Regions from separate parts of the Mus musculus genome. Here all the other regions are linked to region 1. Evidence: chromatin contacts called from public Hi-C and promoter capture Hi-C data. All regions are on one chromosome and are shown on one strand. Each heading gives the region's core, a stretch centred on a gene start, on an enhancer-like site or on the middle of the called end of the contact. The rest is flanking DNA. Distances are from core to core; before and after follow the strand shown. Region 1 holds the start of Rmdn2 (regulator of microtubule dynamics 2). Region 2 has its middle 61 kb from the start of Qpct. Region 3 has its middle 26 kb from the start of Gm17315. Region 4 has its middle 20 kb from the start of Gm22215.

What was found. Promoter capture Hi-C pulls out the DNA fragments that hold promoters and counts their contacts. Hi-C and Micro-C count contacts between places; a contact is called where the count stands out from the background.
Region 2: a contact with region 1 is called in a Hi-C map of bone marrow-derived macrophages, with 11 read pairs. The contact joins the enhancer-like site here to the promoter of Rmdn2 in region 1. A contact is called at or near these places in 3 of 39 promoter capture datasets (cranial neural crest and liver), 2 of 484 Hi-C or Micro-C datasets (bone marrow-derived macrophages and embryonic stem cells), 4 of 115 datasets of contacts at active chromatin or transcription factors (embryonic stem cells and stem cell-derived neural progenitor cells) and 5 of 9 other capture datasets (adipose tissue, embryonic stem cells, liver and 2 more).
Region 3: a promoter capture Hi-C map of hippocampal neurons shows a contact between it and region 1, with 3 times the contacts expected there. The contact joins the enhancer-like site here to the promoter of Rmdn2 in region 1. A contact is called at or near these places in 5 of 39 promoter capture datasets (hippocampal neurons, liver, pre-B cells and 1 more) and 3 of 9 other capture datasets (liver, macrophages and pancreatic islet).
Region 4: a contact with region 1 is called in a Hi-C map of the G1E-ER4 cell line, with 2.2 times the contacts expected there. The contact joins the enhancer-like site here to the promoter of Rmdn2 in region 1. A contact is called at or near these places in 3 of 39 promoter capture datasets (embryonic stem cells, liver and stem cell-derived epiblast-like cells), 2 of 484 Hi-C or Micro-C datasets (the G1E-ER4 cell line and liver) and 3 of 9 other capture datasets (adipose tissue, embryonic stem cells and liver).

What each region holds. Positions count from the first base shown.
Region 1 is chr17:79,611,158-79,617,428 of GRCm38.p6, reverse strand. Rmdn2 (regulator of microtubule dynamics 2) reads right to left here and starts at 2,212. Exons shown (of 11, transcript NM_001368314.1): 1 at 2,061-2,212.
Region 2 is chr17:79,109,294-79,115,872 of GRCm38.p6, reverse strand. No RefSeq gene overlaps it. Among named protein-coding and RNA genes, the nearest start is that of Qpct, 61 kb to the right of the region's middle. Within about 2 kb of position 4,837, at least 5 of the 459 cell types and tissues checked have an H3K27ac peak or open chromatin away from gene starts, as enhancers often do. A contact at or near this core is called in bone marrow-derived macrophages, where this site is marked.
Region 3 is chr17:79,325,416-79,332,221 of GRCm38.p6, reverse strand. No RefSeq gene overlaps it. Among named protein-coding and RNA genes, the nearest start is that of Gm17315, 26 kb to the left of the region's middle. Within about 2 kb of position 4,906, at least 30 of the 459 cell types and tissues checked have an H3K27ac peak or open chromatin away from gene starts, as enhancers often do. A contact at or near this core is called in hippocampal neurons, where this site is marked.
Region 4 is chr17:80,010,538-80,016,751 of GRCm38.p6, reverse strand. No RefSeq gene overlaps it. Among named protein-coding and RNA genes, the nearest start is that of Gm22215, 20 kb to the left of the region's middle. Within about 2 kb of position 2,006, at least 8 of the 459 cell types and tissues checked have an H3K27ac peak or open chromatin away from gene starts, as enhancers often do. A contact at or near this core is called in the G1E-ER4 cell line, where this site is marked.

The sequences.
Region 1 (6,271 bases), core at 963-3,462:
GCCGAGCAGTGGTGGCACACGCCTTTAATCCCTGCACTTGGGAGGCAGAGGCAGGCGTATTTCTGAGTTTGAGGCCAGCCTGGTCTACAGAGTGAGTTCCAGGATGGCCAGGGCTACACAGAGAAACCCTGTCTAGAAAAACAAAAACAAAAAACAGAAACAAAAAACAAAACAAAAGAAGTCTACCATAAGGAATTTTCTTATGCTGATTTAATTCTTTGATCCAGTCCTAGTAGGCCAGCCTTGAACTTTACATTATGAAACACACACACACACACACACACACACACACACACACACATCTGAAAGATCTGAAAGGTTTTTTTTTTTTTTTTCATTTAATAAGTAAATAAACAGAAGTAAAAATCCACCAGGAGAAAGACCTTATCCCCAAGACAGAATCAGGTTTAAACACATGAGAAGCAGCCAAACTTTTACCTTTTTTGGGGTTCTACACCGGCTCCAAATGATCTCTTTGAAGTAGTTCAAGACAATAGTGCCATTATTATTTTTCAGACAAACTGCTGTAATCTACCCAGAGGGTTATCAGATTCAAGAAGTGAGAAAGGTTACCTCTGGCTTCCTGTTTCGTAAATCCTAGAGACATCTAGCCAGCGGCATGCAGAATGAGAAAGCATCAAGCAAGGACAGACAGAATGCTGACAGAGCAGAGATGGTTAGAGGTGAACTAAGGCGTCAAAACCATGAACATTAACAAAGAATAGACTCACTAGATATGGCATTTGTTTAAAAAAAAATCTCACCACTAGAAACATATAGGTCAGAGTGTGTGAATTTATGCTTCTATGTGCTTCTATGTCAGTGACTTGAAAACCCTGAATAAAAATAGTAAGGCACAAACAAGAAGTAACTTGGAGTGTGCTTTTGTGTCAATAATCGGAAATATGACACGGATGAACAAGGAAAACTATAAAAGTTGGAAATCAGAATCTGCTTGCCTACGGTGTACTTTAAAAGGTTGTATAAAATTACTTAAATTGTTTTTAGACTCTTGACTATAGTAGTATACTCTTGTCCTGAGTACAGATAAGGCAACTAAAATTTATTGAGCAGACTTTACAACTCATTTTAAGATGCAAGTTTGCATTTTGGAAGCAAAACATTATTAGTTTACAAACTTCCAGTTATAAATCACTTACGATGAAAAAGGATAGCTATTATGTTTGCATAAATGACCTAAAATTAATACAGTACACAACCAAAGGTTATTAGCAGCGAGTCACCTAGTGAAACAATGAAATGTTGACTTCCAAGGGAACTAGGACACACAATGCTTTTAAAAGAAAACATTGCGTTCATGTCTTAGTTTTACCTCTAGACATTAATGTTCTTAAAGTAACTTGAATGTTTAGAACGAGCTCCTAAGAAACATTCATACGAATTCATCAGCTGGTCCTTGGGATAAGGGGAAGGCATAAAGAGCTCGAACCCATAAACAAGAGGAACGAAAACGACCAAGAGGGTCAAGCAACATGCCTTACAAATCAGCTTTAAGTTTCAAGCTTCGGAAGGCAACATTCGGACGGAGTTCTTGGGGCTATCATGTATTCAGCGATGCAAGTACTTTACCATTGAATTCTAACACTCCATCAGACTTTCATGCATTTCCTCATCTATAATTTAAATTTGGAGCCTTTTAGTATTCAACTTATTTGCAAATGTTAGTAGTAGTGCTGTTAGTCTAGTTTCCATGTTTGTATAAAAAAGGGCAGACAATCAAAATTTTTTTCTTTTTTAGTTGGGGGGCACGCAAAGAGAACAAGGTTGGCGCGAGCCTGAGGCAGGAGCAGAGGCGCGGTGCCCGCCTCCGGTGGTCGCCTGGGCTCGGGGGTCAGGAAGCCACCTCTCCAGGGCGCAGGCTCCTCTAGGATGGTGCCAGGAGTGCCCGCAGCCCCAGGTCACCAGGCGGCAGGCCGCGACCCGGAAGTGGAGCAGCCGCCGGAAGTGCCGCCGCCTTCTTCCACACGCCCCACCGCCCGTCGGACCCGGGCTGCCGAGCCCAGCCCGCCCAGGTACCCCTTCCCTGGCTAGGTACGCACCCGGAGTCGTTGCGCAGGCTTCTCTGGGGCTGGAGCCAGGGAACCGGGACCCGCGGGCGAGCGGGCGAGCCAGGAGAGGATGGCCGAGTGGAACCCTGTGCAGCCTGCGGGTCCCAAGGTCCTGCGTGGTGGCCTTCGTGTCTGACCCAGATAACGGAGGCGCCGGGGGAGGAGCCGCTAGCGGCCCGGGGCTCCCGCCTCCTCCGGCCGCCAGCACTGCTCAGCCCCGGGCTCCGGGCCTGCTTCTCTCGACCCGGAAAGCTGAGCCCCGCAGAGCGCCCCGCAGGCCGCCTCGGAGGCAACTGCCCCCCTCCACCCGGCGCATCCACTGGGCCATCCCTGCCACCGATGGCTTCCAAGGCCTCCCCGCCCTTAGCTCACCTCCACCCCCACGGCACAACTTTTAACCTTCCTTCAGTCAAACGCAGACTTCTTGCACCATCATCTGGTTTTCCTGACTTCAACTCACTTTGATGTTCTATGAACCAAATTCCCAGCCTCTTTGTCCCCTGCTGTTTTGAGTTGCTTTCAGTTCAAAACCAGTCTTCTTGGATTCAGGTGGCTGGTGTTGAAGGTTTGCACAGCATCACGCTCTGCAGATTGTGTAATGATAATTCTGTCAAACTTTTAAAAAACTGCTTAAATGCCCCTCTGTAAAGCTCTCACTTGGAGCATGGTTGACTTAAACTTTTGACTTGATGAGAACAGTCTTTTGGGGGGAGGGTCAATATAGGGTTTCTCTATATAGCCCTGGTTGTCCTGGAACTCACTCTGTAGACAAGGCTGGCCTGGAACTCAGAAATCCGCCTGCCTCTGCCTCCCAAGTGCTGGGACTAAAGGCGTGCGTCACCACTGCCCGGCTGAGAACAGTCTTAATTACTAAAGTTCCCATCAATGAACTGAATAGAATTAAAAATGGATGCACCCCTGTTTATCAAAAACATAAGAACCAAACCGCTGTAAAAAGAATCAGGGTTGATTGATTGTACAATATACTATTCTTTACTGAAGGAAATTGAAGAAAACAATTTCACATTATAGAATTTTTACTTCCTAGTGTGAAATCAAGTTTATTACAACCTAGCTTCTGCCATTTTACTAAAAGCACAGCATGCTGGAGCTGGAGACATGGCCCAGCACACCCTCACAGGACCGGTCTCTAGTCATTCTCCTCTGTAAACAAACCACCCGGCATCTCTTCTTACATGGTGTTCCTTTCATACTGGGTTATACTAGTCTTGGTAAATCCACCAACCTTGATCTCTTTCCCTTGAGAAGCTATTGGACACATTCCTTGTCCCTCGGGGTTCATTTGTGCTTTAAAAGTTTATGCACGAGGGCTGGTGAGATGGCTCAGCAGGTAAGAGCACTCGACTGCTCTTCCGAAGGTCCGAAGTTCAAATCCCAGCAACCACATGGTGGCTCACAACCATCCGTAATGAGATCTGACTCCCTCTTCTGGAGTGTCTGAGGACAGCTACAGTGTACTTACATATAATTAAAAAAAAAAAAAGTTTATGCATGAAAGGATAAAGAGTTTAAGGAAGTAGCCGGGCGTGGCGGCGCACGCCTTTAATCCCAGCACTTGGGAGGCAGAGGCAGGCGGATCGAGGCCAGCCTGGTCTACAGAGTGAGTTCCAGGACAGCCAGGGCTTCACAGAGAAACCCTGTCTTGGAAAAAACAAAAAACAAACAAACAAACAAAAAATAGTTTAAGGAAGTCTAAACCTCCTGCTGCTTTCAGCCTACGCTGGTCCCTACGACATAATTACTGCTTGCCTGTGCCTTTTGTGTTTCTGAGTTCTAATTCCTTAATCACCTGTGACATCCATTGAGGGAAACAAACTGTTTGGTTTGAAGACAATTAAGTGTCCTGTCTGTTTCCTTGGCCTGAATCACTTTTCCTTTTGTCAAGAATTTGATAGGAATTTTATTGTAAAACTCAAGGATTGATAGCAGTCAACTATTAGAACCCACATTCCATGATTTTTTCCCATTCACCTATAAAGTTTTTTAGTCTCAACTTCATTGTGAACAGTGCTGAACTGTCAGTCCTTCAGTTCAGTTATGAAGTCTCCAACTCCTGTTTCCAAACAGCAAACTCACCCGCATTTCTCAGAGAGCTTGAAGGAAATGTTCCGCAGAAAGGGAAAGGGTCTGATGAGTCTTATTCCCAGTTCTCTGGCTTCATTCTTTTAAAGATTTATTGATTTTTATTTTATGTTTATGGATGTTTTGCCTGCGTGCGTGTTTGTGTACAGTGTGTGTGCCTTGTCTACACAGGCTAGAAGAGGGGGTTGGGTCACCTGGAGCTGGATATACAGGTGGTTGTGAGCAACCAGGTGGATGCTGGGAATTGGCTCTGGGTTCAATCGAAGAGTAGCCAGTGCTCTTAAGGGCTGAACTGTCTCTCAAGCTCCTCTGGCTTAATTCTTTAAATGTGCTCTCTTATTCTGTCCTCTTATAAAAAATCTAGTGAGATAAATAACATTACTGGTGATGACACTGAAATCTTGAAAGGGGGAAAAGTATGTCCAAGCCACACCACCAGCTCTAGAGGTAAAATCAAGCCAATCTTTGAAAAGCTTTCCTCTTTACCCCACGTAAGCCCCACTGGATAGGCCACCTTTGATCGAACACTGGACTCAGCCTCCCTCAGCTGTTCTCAGCAGGCCTATCATGATGGAGTCTGTATTCCTTACCCACTTCAGCTAATTAAGGTCCAGCCCTCAATGCTTTTGTTGGAAGAGGAACTGAACTCTTAACTCTGAACACTTGGTTCCTGAGGGGTAACCATACAGGCTTAGCAACAGGATGTAAAATTGTCATGCTCATCATGTTTAGAGTCCATTAGGAGTGAGATATGGAGAAAAAAGGAAAAATGTAAGTGTCCAATTAAATAGTTGTTTTCAATTTTTTTAGAGATCTATAAAACACTAAGAAATTTCAAGAGAGAAATTCCAAAAACTATAACTTTGGTTAAATGGGAACTTCAAGATAATAGTTTGTTAAATATGTACAAGGTTACAGTTCTTAAATATTTTCATAAGGTTAATAGATGAATTCAAGAAATTATTATTTACTTAAATATAGCAAAATGGTTGTCCACTATTCTGGTAATGAAAAGATTACAAAATAGCATTTTAAATAAGAATGAGTGACAAGTTTCCAATCTATGTACACATACACACATATACATGTACATACATACTTAAACACATATACACATACATACATACATTACTTAAACAATTGAAAACTGAGTCAATTTGTTAAAAATATAACTACCTTATTAATATATTTAATTCTTATTAGAAACTTTCAATTTTCACATGGAAAAAATGCTTTTGTTCAATGAAAAAGTTCCAGGAAAGCCCTAAACAATACCTTGTTTGATCAATACCAACCTTACTTGGTGGCTGTCAGGAGTTTTTCTAGGTTATTCTATGAAGTTTCTTCAGAAATTGCAGAAGAGTCTTTTAGCCATGTCCTTGCATGAGTTCTTCAGAGAACTCTAAAGAATAATTAAAGGGATTCTAAAAAGAGTAACTCAGCCCCTCCATTCTTTCAACGGGAGAGATAATGACTCAGGGTGTCCTTGTGAGAGTCTCTGTGGACGGGTGTCCTTGACAAACCGAGGTCAGTTCATCCTTTGACCAGAATCAAATACAACTGAAGATGAATGAGACAAAGTAGTGGTAGCAGTACATGGGACTGAAGATGTTTACTTGCAGTGAGTAGACAGAAGATTTTTTTTAATTAAGTCTTGATTAAAGAAGAGGTTGGTCAACATTCTGCTGCAAAGCAGTTGGCCCTCGCTGTTTTCATAGCTCCCCCGACCTCAGTTTTTGCAAAGAAATGTGATTTACCCGGTAGGAGCAGATTTTCTACAAGAAATTGTTCAGGAGATGGGGGGGGGCATTTTTGCTATGTAAATCAATCATTAGAACAGATTTACTCTCTAAGGTTACAATTGGGACTCGTTAATTAACCAGCCACTGTTAAACCTTGTACGGTACAACAGGCAGAAGAGAGAACAAGAAAGACTAAATATTAGGGGAGGCAGAAGGACTGAATGCGGGTAATGGGGAATGAATTATGAGAAAGGATATAAAACTAATTGGTTTTCCAGTTCTCTGTCATGGAGTTTTTGGTGTTGGTGGTGGATAAGTGCATAAAAGTATGTTAGGCAGTGAGTCAGTAAAGGCCAC
Region 2 (6,579 bases), core at 3,588-6,087, 500 kb after region 1:
AAATTAAAATAATAAAACACTCAAAATAAAATATAGGAGTAACGTTTACAACCTTAACCGAATTTAGCAATAGATTCTTAGGGCAGTGTATGAGTTACCTTTTGTTGTGATAAAGTATCATGTCCAAGGCAACTTATACAAGGAGGAGTTTATTTGGTTTTTTTTTTGGTTCCAGAGGAATAACAATGTATTATAGCAGGAAGGCATACCAACAAGTGGCAGGCATGACAGCAGGAACAGGAAACAGAATTTCCATCTTTGAATGCAGTCATAAAGCAGATAGAGAAAACTAGAACTAGAACAAGGCTTTAAGCTCTCAAAGTCTACCCTTCGTGGCTTGCTTCCTTCTATAAGGCATTGTAGTCTCCCCTCCCCCAGCCTGAAACCTGCTTGCTCAGGGGTGGAGCTTCCCGCTCAATCGTTCTGCCACGCCCTCTGCTGGAACCTGCCGCTTTGCTGTTCAGAGTCATACACGTGGTCACCCTGCTGCTGGACTCCAAGATTATTTGGCGGGAATCTGGTCCCTCCCCCTCCTTCATAACTGAGTGTCGGAAATAAAATATTGAGCTTTGATCAGAATGCCTGTCTTAGCTGCATCATTTTCTCTCCTCGCCTAGCCCTTCTTCTCTTCCAGGTTTCCAAAATGCCTTTCCAGGCTAGAACCCAGGCTGTGATCTGCTGGCCGGACACAACAAGGCATCACCTCCTAAATCTCTCTAAGCAATGCTACTAGATTGGTACCATGTATTTAAATACAGGAGCCTATGGGGTCATTCCTCATTAAACCACCACAGGCATTAAAATCATAAACAAGAAAAATAGGTGTTAGCCTTTATTCAAATTCTAAAACCTTTCTATTTCAAGTATTGTCAATAAGGGGAAAGGAGTCTGGGAAGATGACTCTGTTGGTAACGTGAACCAACGTTGGTATAGCACACAAACATGAAAACTGAGTTCGAATTCCATCACCCACATCCAAAACGCTGGGGCTCAGTAACAAAAGCCCATATTCCCAGTACTGGGGAAGCAGAGACAGGAAGATCTCCAGGGCTTGTTGACCAGATAGTCTACCCACACTGCAAGTCCCAGCTTCAGTGGGAGATCCGATCTCAAAACCTACAGTGAAACTGATAAAGAAAAGCATGCACATCAACCTCTGGCTCCCATTCACAAAGCACTTACGCACACACTGCACAAGAACAATTCATTATAATTGGGGGGAATCCCTCAAAGATGAGGGCAGGGGAGCATTTGCAACTCATCAACTTCAGAAAATATATTCGGAGTAAGTAAGGACGCATTACTGAACAATGGAAAAAGACCACATAGCCCAGTTAAAACAAGGGCACATAGGGCATGGTGGTGCACATCTTCGATCCCAGCACTCAGGAGCCAGAGGCAGGAAGATCTCTGTGAGTTTGAGGCCAGCCTGAGTATAAATGAAGAGTTTGAGGACAGCCAGGACTACATAGTAAGATCGTGTGTGTGTGTGTGTGTGTGTGTGTGTGTGTGTGTGTGTGTAAACAAGCAAATATAGTAGGCAATATTACACATGATAATCACATGGTGATGCCAATCTCACAGGGAAATACTATTTCTGATCTATTAGGACAGCTGTCATTAAAATAAGAGGTAGTGATGGATGTTGGTAAAAGTGTGGAGAAACTAAAATGATGCGTGTTTTAGAAAACAGTTTGATAATTTCTCTAAAACACTCAACTGTTAACCAGATTACCAAGCAGTTTTACTTTTAGGTATATCCAAAAAGCCTGAAAACATGTATGTATAGAAAAACTCAGAACAAATGTTCAAGATGCTAAATGGACAAAACATAAAAATGATACAATGTCCATCAACTGGTGAGCATTTTATATAATTACAATGGGAAATTGTTCAACAATGAAAAAGAAAGAAAAAAAAGACATTATTTGGCTGGGCGTGGTGGCGCACACCTTTAATCCCAGCACTCGGGAGACAGAGGCAGGCGGATTTCTAAGTTCGAGATCAGCCTGGTCTACAAGGTGAGTTCCAGGACAGCCAGAGCTACACAGAGAAACCCTGTCAAAAAAAAAAAAAAAGAAAGGAAGGAAGGAAGGAAGAGGAAGGAAGGAAGGAAGGAAGGAAGGAAGGAAGGAAGGAAGGAAGGAAGGAAGGAAGGAAGAAAGAAAGAAAGAAAGAAAGAAAGAAAGAAAGAAAGAAAGAAAGAAAGAAAGAAAGAAAGAAAGAAAGAAAGAAAGAAAGAAAGAAAGAAAGAAAGGAAAAAAGAAAAAGCCACTGATACATACTACATACTACACTATATACATACTACATACTATACTATATACATACTACTACATTCTACAACTATATGCTTGGTAAAGAAGCCAGACATTAAAGATCACATATTTTACCACTTCATGTGAATTACATGTCCAAAAATGGACTATTTCTAGAGATAGAAGAACTATCTGTTATGTAAGAGAGGACTGTAAGTAACAACAGCCAGCAAACAGGCAAAAGAGAACTCTTTGGATGATATAAATGTCTCTTAAAACAGGAATTGGGCTTCTTCTAGTGGCTTGTTTCCACCAGCCAGGCCCTACCGCCTACCTTCACAACCTTCAAAATATGAGCCTGTGGGACTTCTCAGAGATAAACCACAGCATTCCACCTCAGGGCCAAACCGCATGACTACCGCATGATGGAAAATACATTCAGTCTAACTTTAAAAGGGTTAACAGTCCCAGCATTGTACAAAAAGCCCAAAGTGTCTTCTGAGACACAAGGCAATGCCTTAGCTCTGAGTCCCTGTAAAATCAAGAAGAAAGTTACATGCTCCAAACCTACAACAGTACAGAGTAAACACTCCCATGCTAAAGGCAGGAATGGGAGACTAGCAATGAAAGGGCAGACCACACAGGTTGCACAAATGAACAGATATACTAAGAAATCATGAAATGAACAACTACAATGAGTGGATTTCTGCTATGCATGTGAATAGGCTACTTATGAATAATTTAAAAGACATCTAGGTTTATAATAACATTGTCTCCCTGTTATTTATTGAATATTATTCCTTTCTGTTAGCTCCTAGACAGCAATTTCGGCACAGGATGTAACACTTATACTGTCAATATCTTGCAGTCACCTCCATTCTGTGAGGCAGGTATAGTTATACCCAGCCTTCTGAGGAAGAAACTGAGGCACAGAGCTTAAAGAACCTGGTCAGTCTCAGAGACCGTCTGTAAGCAGCACAACTACAAGTCAATTTCAGGTCTGCCTAAGCCTAAAGCACAGAACCAGGCCTGAACACCCTGCTGCTAGGCTAAAGAATGAACCAGGTATCAGCTAATAATATTTTTGTTCTGGCAAAAAAAAAGGGGGGGGGAGAGTGGTTGCCTAGCAACAAAGGTCAAAATTTCGAAACACATTTTCTGGTCTCTGTAAGGCCAGTCCCAGGGTTTGAAGACCTTTGTTGCTGTCATAAGACAAGTGACTTGAACACTCAGCTCACATGGGTCAACCTATTCTCTTTAGCCAAGGCTTCTAATTTGTCCAGTCAGTCCCAGTGCAAATGAAATGGGTGTCTACAGTTGGTATGCCCACGTGAATATCCCAGGAAGATCTTATAAACACAATTCTTAGAAACCCATGTCCAGGTGGTTAATAAAGAGCTTTGGTATTGTAGATTTATTTTTTTTTAACAAAGATGGGGAAATTGTTAAAGTCATACACTTCAAAGATAAGTGTGCTTGCGCCTGGAGATAGGGCTCAGCAGTTAAGATCATTGTATGGGCTTCCAGAGGTCCTGAGTTCAATTCCCAGCAACCACACAGGGGCTCACAGCTATCTATAATATGATCTGATGCTCTCTTCTGGTATGCAGGTGTACATACAGATAGAAAAATATATTTTTTCTTTTTTTAAAAGGTAAATGTCCGGATCTGAATTCTGCTTCAGCATAGCATGCGCTCATCAAATTTCTCATCGTTGTGACAAAACACCATAAAGAAACATCTTAAGGGAGAAAAAACATGTTGAACTCCAGTTGCCAGAGGTGTTGGTTCTCCGTGGCACAGCGAAGGCGTGGTAAAAGCTGAGTAGACACACCTTGGCAGTCCAGGAAAGCCAGCAGTAGCTTGGCTTGCTATTTCTTTCCTCTTCTTATTCCATCTGGGCCTTCAGACCGTGGGACAATGTCACCCACACTCAGGTTCATCATTCCCTCTCCACTAAGCCATCCTGAAAATGTCCTTACAGATACATTAAGACGTGTGCCTCGGTCTCCCCGGTGACTCTCAATCTAAACACATCAACAACAGCGATTAACCATCTCAATACTTGTACCATGTTAACAAGTTAACCTCTCCAAGACTCAGTTTCCTTATTTAGAAAGGAGGCTGTCTAAAATAGATATCTCTATAAGGTTATCAATTTTTAATTATAGGATGCTTCAAGAATACACTCATTAGGCAAAAGCGAATGTCTTTCCCCTCTCCTTGTGCGTGTGTGCGTGTGTGCGTGTGTGAGTGTGTGTGTGTGTGTGTGTGTGTGTGTGTGTGTATGATGCATGTGTACACATTCCTAGAGAGCCTTGCAGGCTGTGCTGACTGACTGTATTTCTCTCAGTAGCAGGTCAGCACCACATAGGCTGCTGGGTTGGATACAATCAGCAACACATAGAAAAGAAAAATAGCCAAGCCCTCGGGCACTCGGGGTTGTGACCCTTGGGAGAGACTTCAAATTTTATATTTGAACTCTATTGACTTACTAACAATGCATTCTCCCACAGCCCTTCAAAGATGATCCTGAAAATAAATGGATAAAGAGCTGCAAGAAGAAACATGAGGCAAAGTCGACACCTACTGGCAGCCTGAGGTTCATGCAGAAAGCAGTCATCCCGGAGTTCAGTTGCCCTAAACCCAGATGAACCCTGAATGCGAATTGTCACCCTTTTATGTGTGAAGTCTACTGTCAAGGAAACAGAGATCTGGACAAAGGTTTATATGCAAAACTTCATCAGGTATTGTTTATTTATGAAAGTAAAATATTAGAAATACTGAGGGAGATTAAAATAAATACACTCTGATTTATTCCTGCAATGGACTACCATGGAGCCATTAAAAACTGTTTTCAAATCATTTATTAACATACAATGTTCTTTAAAATAATTCAAGAAAGGATATTATATGTGCAAAGTATGGATAGGATAATGATTGACAGTAAAATTTATATGAATAGGAAAAGATTATATATATATTCTATGTATACACACATATACACATATATATACATATACATATGTATATATTCATATATATTCATTCATAGGAAGAAATCTAAGAAGGCCAAGAGCTCAGAGTCCGAGTGCTTGTCTGGCATGTACAAGGCCTGAGTCCAATGCATATCTCTGCAAAAGGAAAAGAAAAGAGGGAATGGAGGGAGAGAAATATTACTGTTTTCTTATTTCTATACCTCTATACTTTTCAAACTTACTGTAATAACTGCATTGCTTTAGAAAATATTAAAGAGCAATAAATAAGAACTTTTCAGCCGGGCGTGGTGGCGCATGCCTTTAATCCCAGCACTCGGGAGGCAGAGGCAGGCAGATTTCTGAGTTCGAGGCCAGCCTGGTCTACAAAGTGAGTTCCAGGACAGCCAGGGGTATACAGAGAAACCCTGTCTCGAAAAACCAAAAAAACAAAAAAACAAAAACAAAAAAACAAAAAAACAAAAAAAAACCAACAAAACAAAACTTTGTGAAGCAATCATTTCAATGACTTTAAAAAAAAAAAAGAATAGTAGCTATAAAAAACGAAGGAGCGGTGGTGTTAAAGATCCGAGGTGGACTACTGGAGCTCCGCCTCGGGAGCTGCCTCAGAGGGGCCAAACAAAAGCGGAGTCTGGTCCTCATGGCCGTGCTAACTGCATCTTGACTTCCTAATTTAGCAGACAAAGTTAGAAAGTAAGGGCAGCAGGAGCAGACACGCAAGGCAGCATCAGTATTGCTCCTAGGAAGCCCGCCCAGAGGATGTTCTCAGATGCTAGTGGCAGCCTATTGGTATCACCTGTGTGGAGGGTTTTCTTCTGTCCTTGGCTGTGCGTAAAAAGTCTGCTCACCAGAGTAGATTAATCCAACTCTGTCTCTTCGGTGAATGTCTGACTCATTTCTCCCCCGGAGTATTTCAAGGTCCTGGCTCTTACACACACCAGCAAGTCACTACACTCCTCTGATCTTTACCAGTCTCATTGTTAAACGTGACAAGAGCCTCGCAGCTGACTGTGGATGCCACCTTTATATAAAATACCGTCCCTTGAAAGTAACCCCAACCAAAATGCTAACCAAAACTACAATTAGATTCTAGACCACCCCTGTCAGAATGGTTATCACTAAAATAGCAACCGAAAGCTGACAAGCATGGTGTAGAGGGAAAGTGTGAAGTTCTCTGACCATTCGAGACATCAGGAGGTGGTTCCTCAGTAATTCCTAATATAGAATTACTATATGATCCCAGCTATGTTTTCTTTTCTAGAAATGTACCCAAAGGAGACTAAATTAAAATACTACAGAACCACTTATCTGTCCATGTATATCGA
Region 3 (6,806 bases), core at 3,657-6,156, 290 kb after region 1:
AATTTAAGGAAACCCAAATGGACTTCATTTGTAAACTAAAAATGAGTGACAAGCCACCTGTGTGTGACCCACATACCAAAAATATGTCATCATTTGCATAAGTAGTGACCCTTTTAAAGTAGGCAAAGTTTTGTTTTTTGTTTTGTGTGTAGGTAGATGTCTGTTTTCATGGACAGTAAGACCTAACAAACTATATTTTCCATCCAAAAATTACATGCTAAAAATAATATCAGAGTCCTTTGCTCCTCATAATATACAGTCATTAATCTCAGTGGGCCAGCATCACTGTCAACAAGCACATAGAGGACAATTGGTTGAGCAGGAAGGAGAACCAGAAACCCAGGATACAGCCTCAAGCTAGGTCTTTTCACTGAAGGCCACTGCAAATACTGTACATCATGGAATGGTGCTGACCTGGGAGTCTGTGAATTAACTTGATAACTATTTTAGAAAATAAAAAAACCAAAAAAAAAGAGCATATGTTATATTTCTAGTCTTCCCATTAATGCCAAGCTGGGATGACTGAGCCATTTTGCTTTGAGCTTCAGCAACAATAAAGCAGCTCAGGATGCTGCCCTCTTTGCAGTGAGTCTCACTTTGGGAATTTATACTGGCAACCTAGCCCCAGACAAAACCCTCCGGTTTAGGATTGGCCTCCTAGACTATGAATGGTAAGCAACTAAGGTATATAAATAGACCACTGTGTCCCATGCCCTTGGTGTAAATATAATACAACTGTCCTGTGTCCCCACCCGTACTCTCAGACTAGATCCAGCACAACAAGAGAACATTCTCAATGTCACACCACATGGTGAGCCACCCGAAGACCTCTTTAAGCTGTATGAGACTCAAGAAAGCTGTGTTGCTGAAAAGTAGCCATACATATTAATTCGTGGTGCTGAATAAACAAGATGCTTGCTTTGTAAGCGAGTAAATGGTCACTGCTCAACATACTAACACAGTTGATGGATCCAACGCTGCCCAAAGGGTCACTCATTTTATTCTGAAAGCACACTGTTTTATCCAAGGAACTTTTCACCTGAGAATGGTTGCCATGTTATGCTTCAAGCGAGGAAGTCCAAATGCTCCTAGCTTGACTCATTGGGTCATCCTTCTCTAGTGAATTACTGCAAGGAACATCACGTGAAGGAATGAAAACTCTTATGGAGTGATCTGTAACAATGGAATCTGTTCTATAGTCACTGTGTTGCAAACTAACACAGGTGATAGAAAACGTCTGCCTGAATGGAAGCCGTCACACAGCGTAGACTGCATACTTCTGACACTCACAGTGGAGGTAGGGGTACTAGCATCCATGAGAAAACTAGCAAGTGGAATAAATGAATTAGGGTGTTGTGCTCACCATAATAAAATCACTATTGGGGTAGGCCATAGGGCGTGCACTGAAGTTTGTTGCCAAAAGGATTGCTGTGGAAAAAAGCTCTAAGGTTTCTGCAAGAAAATACTGGGGTGGCTTCATTGGAAGAGAAGTACCCATAGCGGTTCCATGGGAGACTGGTAAGCTTTTCTTAGGGAAGAGGGCCAGACTGGGGAAGAAAAAAAGTCAAAAGCAAACAAAGGGACACAGCCCAGCCCTGAGTAGGGTTTCTGTTCAGGACATTCCAGGCACAAGGACTAGGTTTTAAGTGCCCACTTGGAGGCCTTGGAATCAATTTTGCTGAAGATCTGGTTCCCAGAATTGTTATTAAAAGTTGGCCACCAAGGTGCTGGGGAGATCGCTCAATGGTTAAGAGCACTTGACTGCTCTCCCAGAGGTCCTGAGTTCAATTCCCAGCAACCACATGGTGGCTCACAACCATCTGTAATGGGATTTGATGCCCTCTTCTGGTATGTCTGAAGACAGCTACAGTGTACTCACAAAAGTCAGCCATCTTGGTTTTTAAAATTCATACCCAATCTATAGAGCTTGAACTGAAGGCCTTGACACTCCCCGCCCCCAAAACAAACAAGACAAACCAAACAAAAACAAAAAACTTGTTTATTTATACTTTTATGGAAAATTCCATTTTTACTAGATATTGCCAAAAAAAGAATGTCCATTAGAACTCTGCAGGGTGTTGTGCTCATACTCATGGTTAGCCTTGTTTGTAATAAAAACAGGTAAATCCCAAGTGACTCTGGACAGACAGTTCTACTCCCAAATAATTCTTCCACTGTGCAGCTTCTCCACTGTTGGAGATGGGGCCCTTTAGGTGAGGGATCACGTTACATGGAGTCCCCTGTAATGATTAAGAATAACATCTGAAGGTCATCCACAATGGGATGTGAACTTGCATGATAGATGCCGACTGTAGGAGCATAGGTCCCTAGCAACTGGAGCAGATCTAACGGGAGCAAAAGAGTTAGAAGAGAAGAACCAATGAGTTCATTTAATGTATCATTTTGCCTGGGACCAAACAGGAAGGTGAGAGTAGAGCCGTAAAAGGGTTGTCTGTCACTGGATGTGGCTCTCACCAAAGGAAGTAATGGAAGTTATTGTTGTCTGGTCCCCTCCCTGGTACTGAAGAAATACACACAGCTTGTGTTTATCTAACTACAAATCAACCAAATTAGGAACTACAGAAACTTATTAGCATAAGCTCTCCATGAGTGATAGCATTGCTCCCTTACTACAGTCTCAAGCCTTCACGGCAGTAAGTCTCTGATGTCAACTGTTAATGCTTCTAAATCAGTAAGGGGGGGGGGGGCTCTGCCCTGTCTATCTTAGCAACAGAAACCAACCAATCAAGGGTATTTTTTTGGTTTGGTTTGGTTTTTGCTGGTTTTGCCTGAGACGAGCCATTAGGAATGCCCACCTCACAGACACACAGATTTGGGGATAATCTAAAGCTACACTTGAAATGTTAGCATTTTTCACAGCAGTAATGACCAGATGAACTTTTTTTTTTTAAAGAAAGTGGGGGTACTGTTAAAACCAGAAGAAGTCCACGATTATCTTCTAACCTTTACCTGTGCTGCAGGAGAATAAAATTAGGGTGAGATTAGACACAAGGCAGCATTTATGGTGCTCTTGCACCAGCCTTTTCACCGTACATGGCTAGAAGAAAGAACAGATGAACGAGATGTTAGATATTAGATTAGCATCCAATAAAATTCTCACAGTTTGACCATAGCCCCTGTGACCAAATAAAGCAGTGTTGTGAAGCGGAACCCTACAGCAACCCCACTGTGTTTTAAAGGGAACAAGTAAAGAATGAGTTTGCTGTTATTAAAAATACAGCTGGCTCTCCAGACTTCCTAAGGACATTGGCTACCCATCAGCTGCCTTGGATAAATGAGAGGAACCCCCAACAAATGTTTTGATAGTAGAACACAGACAAGCCCCCTGGAGGTGAAAATTTGAGGAAAGCAAGACCTTCCCACAGGGCCCTCTACCCCTAGGGAATTTCTACCCATAGGTCAACAAACTGTCCACAGAAAAATGGCTGCCAAGGGAAGGAGATCCACCTTTCTAACCAGCCAAGAAATAGATACACATAGGAGGTGTCCTGTCTCCTACCCTTGAGCATCATCTACTTTGCCTCTCAAGGGACAGTCATCATCAGCTCCCTGGACTCAGTCTGGTGCTTAAAACCCCAGTGGTGATTGTACAGTGAGATCGAAGGATGTGATCTATCTTTCCAATAAGAGCTCCTTGCAGGTTGACTCCACTATTAAAACAAACAAAACCTAACAAATAATATAACTATGGTAGTCATTAGAGTGCTAAAAATATGATGTTCTCATTCCTAGAACCTGGGGCTAACTTTAATGGGGAGTTGAGGGAGAGGTTTGACAGTTGTGATTGAAAATCTTCAGATAGAGTTAGTTACCTTGGTTGCCCAAGTAGGCCCTAATGGCAATCGCAATGGTTGTGTATAGCAGAGAGATAAAAGAAAAATAGGCCCTTAGAAGAAGAAAGTTAACCACAGAGGCAGAGACCAGAGAGACACATCCATGGGTCAAGGGATGTTAGCAGCCATCAAGAGATGAAAACATGCTTCCATAAACCTCCAGAGAGCATGCTGCCTAGCTGAGAACTCCAATGCAGAACTACAAGTACACAGAGACAGAGAATGTTGAGATGTATCCTCTAAATGTCCAGGTGGCTATTTGGAGTGAGGGCTTAAGAGTTTTTATTAAGGTTCAATATGCTTACAAAGATGGAACCCTAATTGGGCAGGACTTATGCCCTAATGCAGAGAGGAAGAGACACCAAGGGCGGGGGGGGGGGGGGGGGAAGGAAGGGAGAGATGAAAGGCTATGTGGAGAAACACAACAAGCAGGCAGGCATCTGCAAGCTAAAGAAAGAAGCCTCAGGAGATATCCCCTTTACTGGTACCTTGATCTTGGATTTCCAGCATCCAGGGCTCTGCAAAAATACTTTTATGTTTAAACCACCCAGTCTATAGCATTTTGGACTGGGAGCCCTAGCTCACTAATATGGAATGTTAACAAAGGACACTGTTAAAGTGTTTCGCTCTTTAAGGACACAAGGCCAGGAGGACTCTCTGGTTGCCTCCATTTTTGTCTGTACTACAAGAAAAGTTTCTGCATTCACCTTGGCTGCAATAAAGACAGGCAGGTCACGTGAGGGAGACGCAAAGCCTTCTGCCTTGAGAGTTGAGAAAGCCTCTCCTGCTACAAGTGCAGAGAAAGCGGCTTCCCAAGAAGGATGCTCAAGGCCACAGGCAAAGCTCAGCCTCCTTTGGGAGGGTCATTGTCACTTGTGGCAAAGCTGCAGCAAAAAATAGTGTATGAGTGGAGGGAGGACTCAGAGGGCAGGGAGGGGAAGAAATGATTCAAAGCATTTTAATGTTTCCAGCCCCAGACAGCACTTGATATGGGCAGAAACCAGATTCTAACCCTGTTATCCAGCTAAGAAAGACTACATACAGCGTGGTGTGTGGTTGCTAGGGAGACTGTCTTCTCATAGCTCTTTTCCTAAGTGTTCCTTCCCACACAGATGCCAGGCAAATTAAAGGGGCTTTTCCAGGATGCAGAAGGCAAATCAAAGAAGGACCCAGAGGGCTCTCCAAAGGTCCATTTAGACACCACTCAGGACACCAGCTGACAAAGAAAGCCAGTGTGTTGCAGTGGGCGAGGATTCCCACATCAGTCTTCCACAGAAAAATTGATGGCATTTTAAAAGCTCTATAAGCAAATGAATGGGCTGTCATGGTAACCAGACCTTAGCTACCTACATTCTGTATCGAAGGCTCCATTTCTTGGCACCCTTGTAACACACCAGACTCCCAACACTGGCACTATGGGAAGATCCACTCTGGATTGCCTCATCTCCTGGCTATCACTGGGGGATGAGCTGAGGCTCCGTACAGCCTCCCACCTGGCCCATGGTGCTTCCATTGCCACCCTCACTGGTGCGTGAACCAGAATTGGCATCTACAGAAGGTGTCTGGGATAAAGCCACGGTGCTGGCAACTCGTCCCTTTCCAGGAGTGTTGCTTACAACATTTAAACTGTAAGATTCTGACAAGTGTTAGCTTACCAGGGACCCCCTAGTGAACAACACAAAGCAGGGATCAATGCAAAATCAAGAGAAATTTATTGTTCCAGCATGCTAGGGTCATCATCTTGCACCCAGAGAAGAGGTGGTGACCCTAGGCAGCCCATTCAGTAAGTTTTTATACAGTTTCCAGGGGCAGAACAGCAACTAGGCACAATATGATTGATGAAACAGCACATCCTTTAAACTGATTGTTCTTTAGGGAATGAGGTAGTAGGGCTTAATTAGCCTCTTCCTTCCGGCCTACCTGCTCTCTGACCTGTCTCTTCCAGGAGGGGAGGGGTGCCTGGTGGAATTTTCCAACGGCTCTGAGCTGACCTTTTCAAAACCATCTCTCTCCCCTATGCATAGCTGTCTCTCAAAGAACTCCAAACGAAACCCAATTCCTAGTCAGTGGTTCTGCCAGATTTTTTTTTCTGGAGAGAGTAGAGAAAGGGAAGAAGAGCAGTGTATATTTATACATTAATCTTTTTGTATGATACATAGTAGGTTTGTATATAAGCTTCTGGGAAAAAATCTCTAGTTTTAAATCCCATGTTCATACTATTATAAGAACCTTTGGATCCAACACCATCCACTTAAAGCCCCCATCCCAGCTGTAATCTTCACCAGGTCCCCATGAGAAAAGAGGAGTTCAGGCTCTTCAAAACAGACCTCAGGGCCTTTGCTTGCCCCAGCCATCCCACCGCCCCATTTCCTCCCCTTCTGTCCCATTCACTGCTGCTGCCTACTCCTTGTTCCAGCCTTCCCAGCTTCCACATCTCTGTACAAGTCTTCCTCTTTCCCTAACACAATGATGTCTCCATCACAAGTGTCACCTCCTGGGTCTGAGCCCCCAGAAAGCTGATTTCTTTTACTTTGTAGCCCTATCACTCATTGCCTCCATCCAATGGGTTTCCCACTGTATCAGAGTCCATCCTCAGGAGGAAGTGTCCTCCAGGCCAGCACGGACCTATTGTTCAATACATGACATGAAGGGAGAAGGAATAAACAGATTAGAAGTGGCAACTGAAATTAATGGTTGTCAAATACACTTTTAAAAATTACTCCACATGAATGTCTTCTCCCACATTAACTGAATAGGAGAAATGGTATCCTTTTGGAGTAGAATTTTTGAGGAAGAGAAAAAGGAGCTATTAGGTTCTGTGCTGTGGTGGTTTGAATAAGAATATCCCCCATAAATTTGAATACTTGGTCGCCAGCGAGTGGCACTATTTGAAAGGATTAGGAGGTGCAGCCTTAGTGGAGTAGGTATGATCTTGCTGGAAGAAGGATGCCA
Region 4 (6,214 bases), core at 757-3,256, 400 kb before region 1:
CACTGACTGCTCTTCAAGAGTTCAAATCCCAGCAACCACATGGTGGGTCACAACCATCCGTATTGAGATCTGACTCCCTCTTCTGGAGTGTCTGAAGACAGCTACAGTGTACTTACATATAATAAATAAATAATTAAAGAAAATGACAACTGTAGGACTGGAGAGATGACTCAGCATTTAAGAGCACTGACTGGGGGCTGGTGAGATGGCTCAGTGGGTAAGAGCACCCGACTGTTCTTCCGAAGGTCCAGAGTTCAAATCCCAGCAACCACATGGTGGCTCACAACCATCTGTAACAAGATCTGACTCCCTCTTCTGGAGTGTCTGAAGACAGCTACAGTGTACTTACATATAATAAATAAATAAATCTTAAAAAAAAAAAAAAAAGAGCACTGACTGCTCTTCCAGAGGTCCTGAGTTCAATTCCCAGCAACCACATGGTGGCTCACAACCATCTGTAGTGAGATCCAGTGCCCTCTTCTGGTGTGTCTCAAGACAGCTACAATGTAGTCACATATATAAAATAAATAAATACAAAAAAAAACCCAAATAAACAATTTACAATGAAAATACTTTTTAAAAAGATTTATTAAAGAAGACAACTGTAGATCCATATTTATCAGACGAACAAGATTAAACAATTTAAGAAAGATTTATAGCTAGGCATTGTGGTACATACCTTTAATCCTAGCACTTGGGAGGTAGAGCCAGGAGGATCTCTGTGAGTTCAAGGTCAGTCTGGTCTACAGAGTGAGTTCCAGGACAGTCAGAGATAGGAAGAGAAACCCCGTCTCAAATAAAGATCTCTCTCTCTCTCTCTCTCTCTCTCTCTCTCTCTCTCTCTCTCTCTCCTTCCCTCCCTCCCTCCCTCCCTCCCTCCCTCTTTCCTTCTTCCTCTCCCTCTTGTAGTTAGTGTGTGTGTGTGTGTGTGTGTGTGTGTGTGTGTGTGTGTGTGTGTGTGAGAGAGAGAGAGAGAGAGAGAGAGAGAGAGAGAGAGATTGAGGTCATGTCCATGGAACCCCGAATAGGGTGTTGATTTTCCTTGATTCACCCAGTGTAGATGCTGGGATCCAGATTCTATAGAAGCAGTAAAATCTCTCAACTGCTGAGCCATCTCTCCAGCCCCAAGATTAAGTCTTCTTTTTAGAGTACTTGTGGAAGTGGTGGGAAAATGGGAGCTAGAACCACGGATCTGGCCTCTCTGGCTATCATTTGAACAGAGTTTGTGAATCTTGCCTCCAGTGACCTCGGTTTCTCACCGCCCTGAGACTCTTGGTTTAGTTTTGGGAGCCCCATGAATCCTTCCGCTAAACAAGTCTCTGTATTGATGACTCCCTTCCCAAAGTGGTTTGCCCTCAGTACAGCTTGGGCTGAGCCGTTGTGTCCTTTGGAGATGAGTGTTCCTTCTGGCAAGGACTAGCTTTGGAATAACGGACTGCCCTAACGTTACGGATGCACTGCAGAAAGCCTGTGGTTGCCTTAGAGGCTCTAAGTCCTCAAGGGCAGGAAACAGGGACTCATTATTCCAAGTTTCCAGGCAGCTAATAAGATTTTTCACCCTGTGGGCATTTGATAAATATTGGATGCTGGCTCCTCTTCTCCGTGTCTGCCAGGTCCCATCATCCCAGGAGTTTGTTTCATTTTGTGGCTCCTTCTCTAAGCTCAGCTTCAGGGGTCCTTTTGAACTTAATGAGCAGATCTGAATTTTTAGGTACCACGGTGATAGTGCTGTAGAAATAAAGAGCAGGAAGGTCGGGCAGAGAAAGGGTGGGTCCGAAATGTCTGCGGGCTGGAGACAGCGTCCTAGCACCGCTGATACTTTTTAAGCCCACAGGGCTATCCTTGTCCACCCTTCCTGCTTTGGTCCCCTCCTCTGATAATATAAATGCTTTCTACTCCTTGTACACACATGCTCTTTGGGTCTGAAGAGGACTGTAAGCTACTACTTACTCCACACATGGTGCTAGGGACACACCATCTCCCTGCCATTATCTATGTGAGGACAGAAAAACGTTCACCCTGGTTTTACTGATAAACGTTCCCCTGTCCTATCTGCATGCAGCCCATGAGATGAACAAGGTCTGAATTTTTGCTAATTTTGTAACATGGGCCACAGATGAAGTTCTCTTCCTGAACTGATAGCTATCTTAAACAGCTCCTCACGGGTACCTCTGAACTGCAGGACTCTCGTTCAGTTTGCTTGTACCAACCCAAACACCATCCCCGAGAACGGCTGCTCAACTGTCTCCATCCTACCCAAAGCACATGGAGCAGGCTGATCTCAGATTGAGTCAGACACAACACGAAGCAGAACCTGGCTGTTTAAGGACGTGCTCCCATCTGGTTCACACAGTGCTCCTTGCCATGTGTCTGATCTAGCTAAATGGCATGCCTACAGATCCAGCAACTTCTTATCTTGGGACCTCCGCCTCTGCTTCACTCTCTCACCGGAGCATTGATTTTTATTTTACTAAATCTGAACTATCCTTGGAAGGTCAGATCAAATGTTGCCTCCTTCTCCAAGATCTAGAACCCTTTGAACTTGGAGTCAGCCAAGCCCCTTTTCCCTTTTGGAGGAAGGCAGAATTGGAGCCATGACCCTCAGTCCAGGAATCTCTCAATTCCACCAGCCAGTGTACGAAGATTGACAAATAGCTGGGTTTTTTTGGGAGAAAATATCAGAAGTGTTTGCAAGAAGGAGCATTGTGCTCCCTAGTGGCTATTTGCTTGGTTCCGGGACCTGTTGATCTGCTCTGGGATGCACACAGAGCAGGGTCAAGAGAATGAGAGGAGGGGCTGGAGAAATGGCTCAGTGGTTAAGAGCATCATCTGCTCTTCCAGAAGTCCTGAGTTCAATTCCCAGCAACCACATGGTGGCTCACGACTATAACTGGAGTCTAATGGGCTCCAACATGCCTTTCACTACAGACATGCATGCAAATGAAACAAAACACATACATATAAAATAAATCTTTTTTAAAAAGAGAGAATGGGAGGGGAGTGGTAGGGAAGGGATTTGGAGCTGGGAAAGGGGGTCACTGCCACTGCCTGGAGATCTCAGCTCCTGAGGGGGCAGAGAAGATGGATCGACAGTGAAATTCTTCATTTCCTGATTCTATAATGTGACTCTGGCTAAGTAGAACCAGTCCTTGTCCTTTTGGGATATTTAGTACAATGTCCCTGTCTTAGGGTTTTAATTGCTTTTCACTTAGGTTTTTATGTGGCTATGGAGGCGTATCTGTTAATATTTTATTACTTTTATTAGTTATGCATTTTACAAGGTATAATTAAGAGTTTGCTTCTCTTGCATTCTGAAGCATTTTATGCATCTTTACCTCATGTTAAAAAAAGTAGTTTTAAAAGAATTACTCTTATTTTATTTTATGTGGGCGGATGTTTTGCATGCGCGTATGTTGGTGCACCACGTACATGCCTGCTGCCTGAGGAGGCCAGAAGAGGCTGTCAGATCCCCTGAGACTGGAGGTGCAGATGGCTGTGAGCCTCTGTATGGGTCCTGGGAATCAAACCTGGGTTCTCTGAAAGAGCAGCCAGAGCTCATAACCACCAATCTCTTTTTATTTTATTTTATGTAAAAATATTTATGGCCAGGTGGTGTTGGTGCATGCCTTTAATCCCAGCTCTCGGGATGCAGAGGCAGGTGATCTCTGTGAGTTTGAGGCCAGCCTGGTCTACAGAATGAGTTCCAGGACAGCCAGGGCTACACAGAAAAACCCTGTCTTGAAAAACAAACAAACAAACAAAATTTATATGTATCTGTGTGTGTGTCTGTGAGTCTTTCTCATGTGTATTTGTGTATATGTGTGTATGGCATGTATGTTGGTGCCTGTGAAGATGTCAGAGTTGTGGGCAGTGGCTGTGAACCACCTGCTGTGGATGGTGCTGAGTGACTTTGGGCCCTCTGTAAGAGCAGCAAGTGTGGAATGAGCCACCCCACCTGCCTTATGCTTTCACCTAGGCTATGAAGCCTGGGGCATTCGTTTCTGAGATTTATGTAGATGCAGATACAATGTGTCAGGGAAAGCTTGCCCGGGCAGAAAAAGGAAGAGCAGGGAGGCTTCTGAGAGGGATGAGCACACTGCATCATCAAAGGGATGGTTGGTCCTCCCAGCTCTTCCGCATGACTTCATGTGAATCAGCTTTCTGGTGGGGTGGTGTCTTCTGACCAGGTGATTGACAGTCCTCGCTGCATTGACTAAGGGAGGGGACAATGGTCTGCAATGCTCCGATCTTTGGAGTAGATTAGGATGCTGTGTCTCTCCCCAGGCTGAACTCAAGGCCCACTTGTTTGACCAGGAGAGAGTGCCTTTCTCTTATCAGAGCCCTGATTCCTCTGACTTTTCATGTGATGTTTAAGTCCTGAGTTGTGGCATTTCCCTTTCCAGGGTTATCGGGGAGATGGGAGGTGGGGTCTAAAGCCAACCATGAAGTAGAGACCCATCCACAATGGCCTCTAAAACTATCACTAATCCATTCTAGAAACCTAACCCCTCCCCTACAAGAGCTGAGATCTTAAAAATCATTTAGGAGATGGACTGAAATTGGGGTTACAATCTTCGTTCTTTTTTTCATTAATTTACTTATTCACTTTACATCCAGATTGCAGCCCCTTTCCTGGTCCCCCTCTCTTATCTTATCCCCCAGTCCCCTTCTAGTCTGAGAAGAGAGAGCCATCCCCCATCCCCACCCCACCCCATCTTGGCACATCAAGTCACTACAGGATTAGGCACATCCTCTCCTGCTGAGGCCAGACAAGGTAACCTAGTTAGTGGAACAGGATCCATAGGCAGGCAACAGCTTCAGAGACAGATCCCACTCCAGTTATTGAGGGACCTGCATGACTTTCAGGTCTTGGAGCATAATGGGACCCAGCTGTAAAGCATTCGACTGCAGATGACTGAGTGTAGATCAACTGTAAATGACCGGAGTCAAAATTAAGACACCGGTTGAGTACACGGGCCCAAAGAGTAATTGCATCCCTACTAAGATGATAATAGATATAACCCACTTGCACCACGAAAGCCCTGGGATCCTTTCTAAAGCTGCTGGATAAAGGGAGAGTGGCTGGGCTTTGGTTGCATCATGAATACCTTCCAGGTGGCTGTGTCAAAGAGAGATAACAAGAAACCAGACCTGAAACTATAGCCTTCTTCCCCACCCCTCAGAAATGCTTCTGACATTTAAAGCAGAAACCAGAGTCTCCCTTTGGCATCTCTCTGGCCAAGGATAAGAGCTGGACTGCCTCTGGGGTGCCTGCTCTAAACTCACTGACCAACTTCTGTCTCCTGTTCTCATCACGGCTCCAGCTACTGCACAGAAGAGGCAAAGGCATAGCTAACAGACAGAAAGGGGAGTCCTAGGGCCGGATAGGCAGCTCTTGCAGTCCAAAGCAGCTCCTGGCCCCTGTGGCACACCAGAGCCTGCTGGATCTGTTGTACACCAAGCTCAGAGTGAAAAAAAAAACAGACCAAAAAGAAGCCTTCAACTTAGAGTTACGTTAAAATTTTTATTTTCTGTGGTATTGAGCTTGGGGATGTAACTTGTGGCAGAATGACTGACATGCATAAAAGCTTGAGGTTCAAGCGTTTTGTTTTTGGTTTTTCGAGACAGGGTTTCTCTGTATAGCCCTGGCTGTCCTGGAACTCACTTTGTAGACCAGGCTGGCCTCGAACTCAGAAATCTGCCTGCCTCTGCCTCCCGAGTGCTGGGATTAAAGGCGTGCGCCACCACGCCCGGCGAGGTTCAAGCTTTAATAACATTCTCACACACACACACACACACACACACACCCAGCATACACACATACACCCAAACCACAGAGACATATACACACATATACTATACATACATACATATACATACACACAGTCACACACAATACACACACACACACACACCATGCATGCACATATACCCACATACACACACACTCACACACCATACACACAAATACACACATCATATACATACATACACACACACTCACAGAAAGATACACACACACACACACAAACATATACACACTCACATACAAGTTTGTTAGGCAAACTATTCTACCACTGTACCCCTAGCCCTAAGTTAATTGTGTGTGAGTGTGTGTGTGTGTGTGTGTGTGTGTGTGTGTGTGTGTGTTTTACGGAGGATAAGAAGCCTTGTAAGTCTCCTGCATCTGTGGCTGTGGAGCCTCTCCGAACCT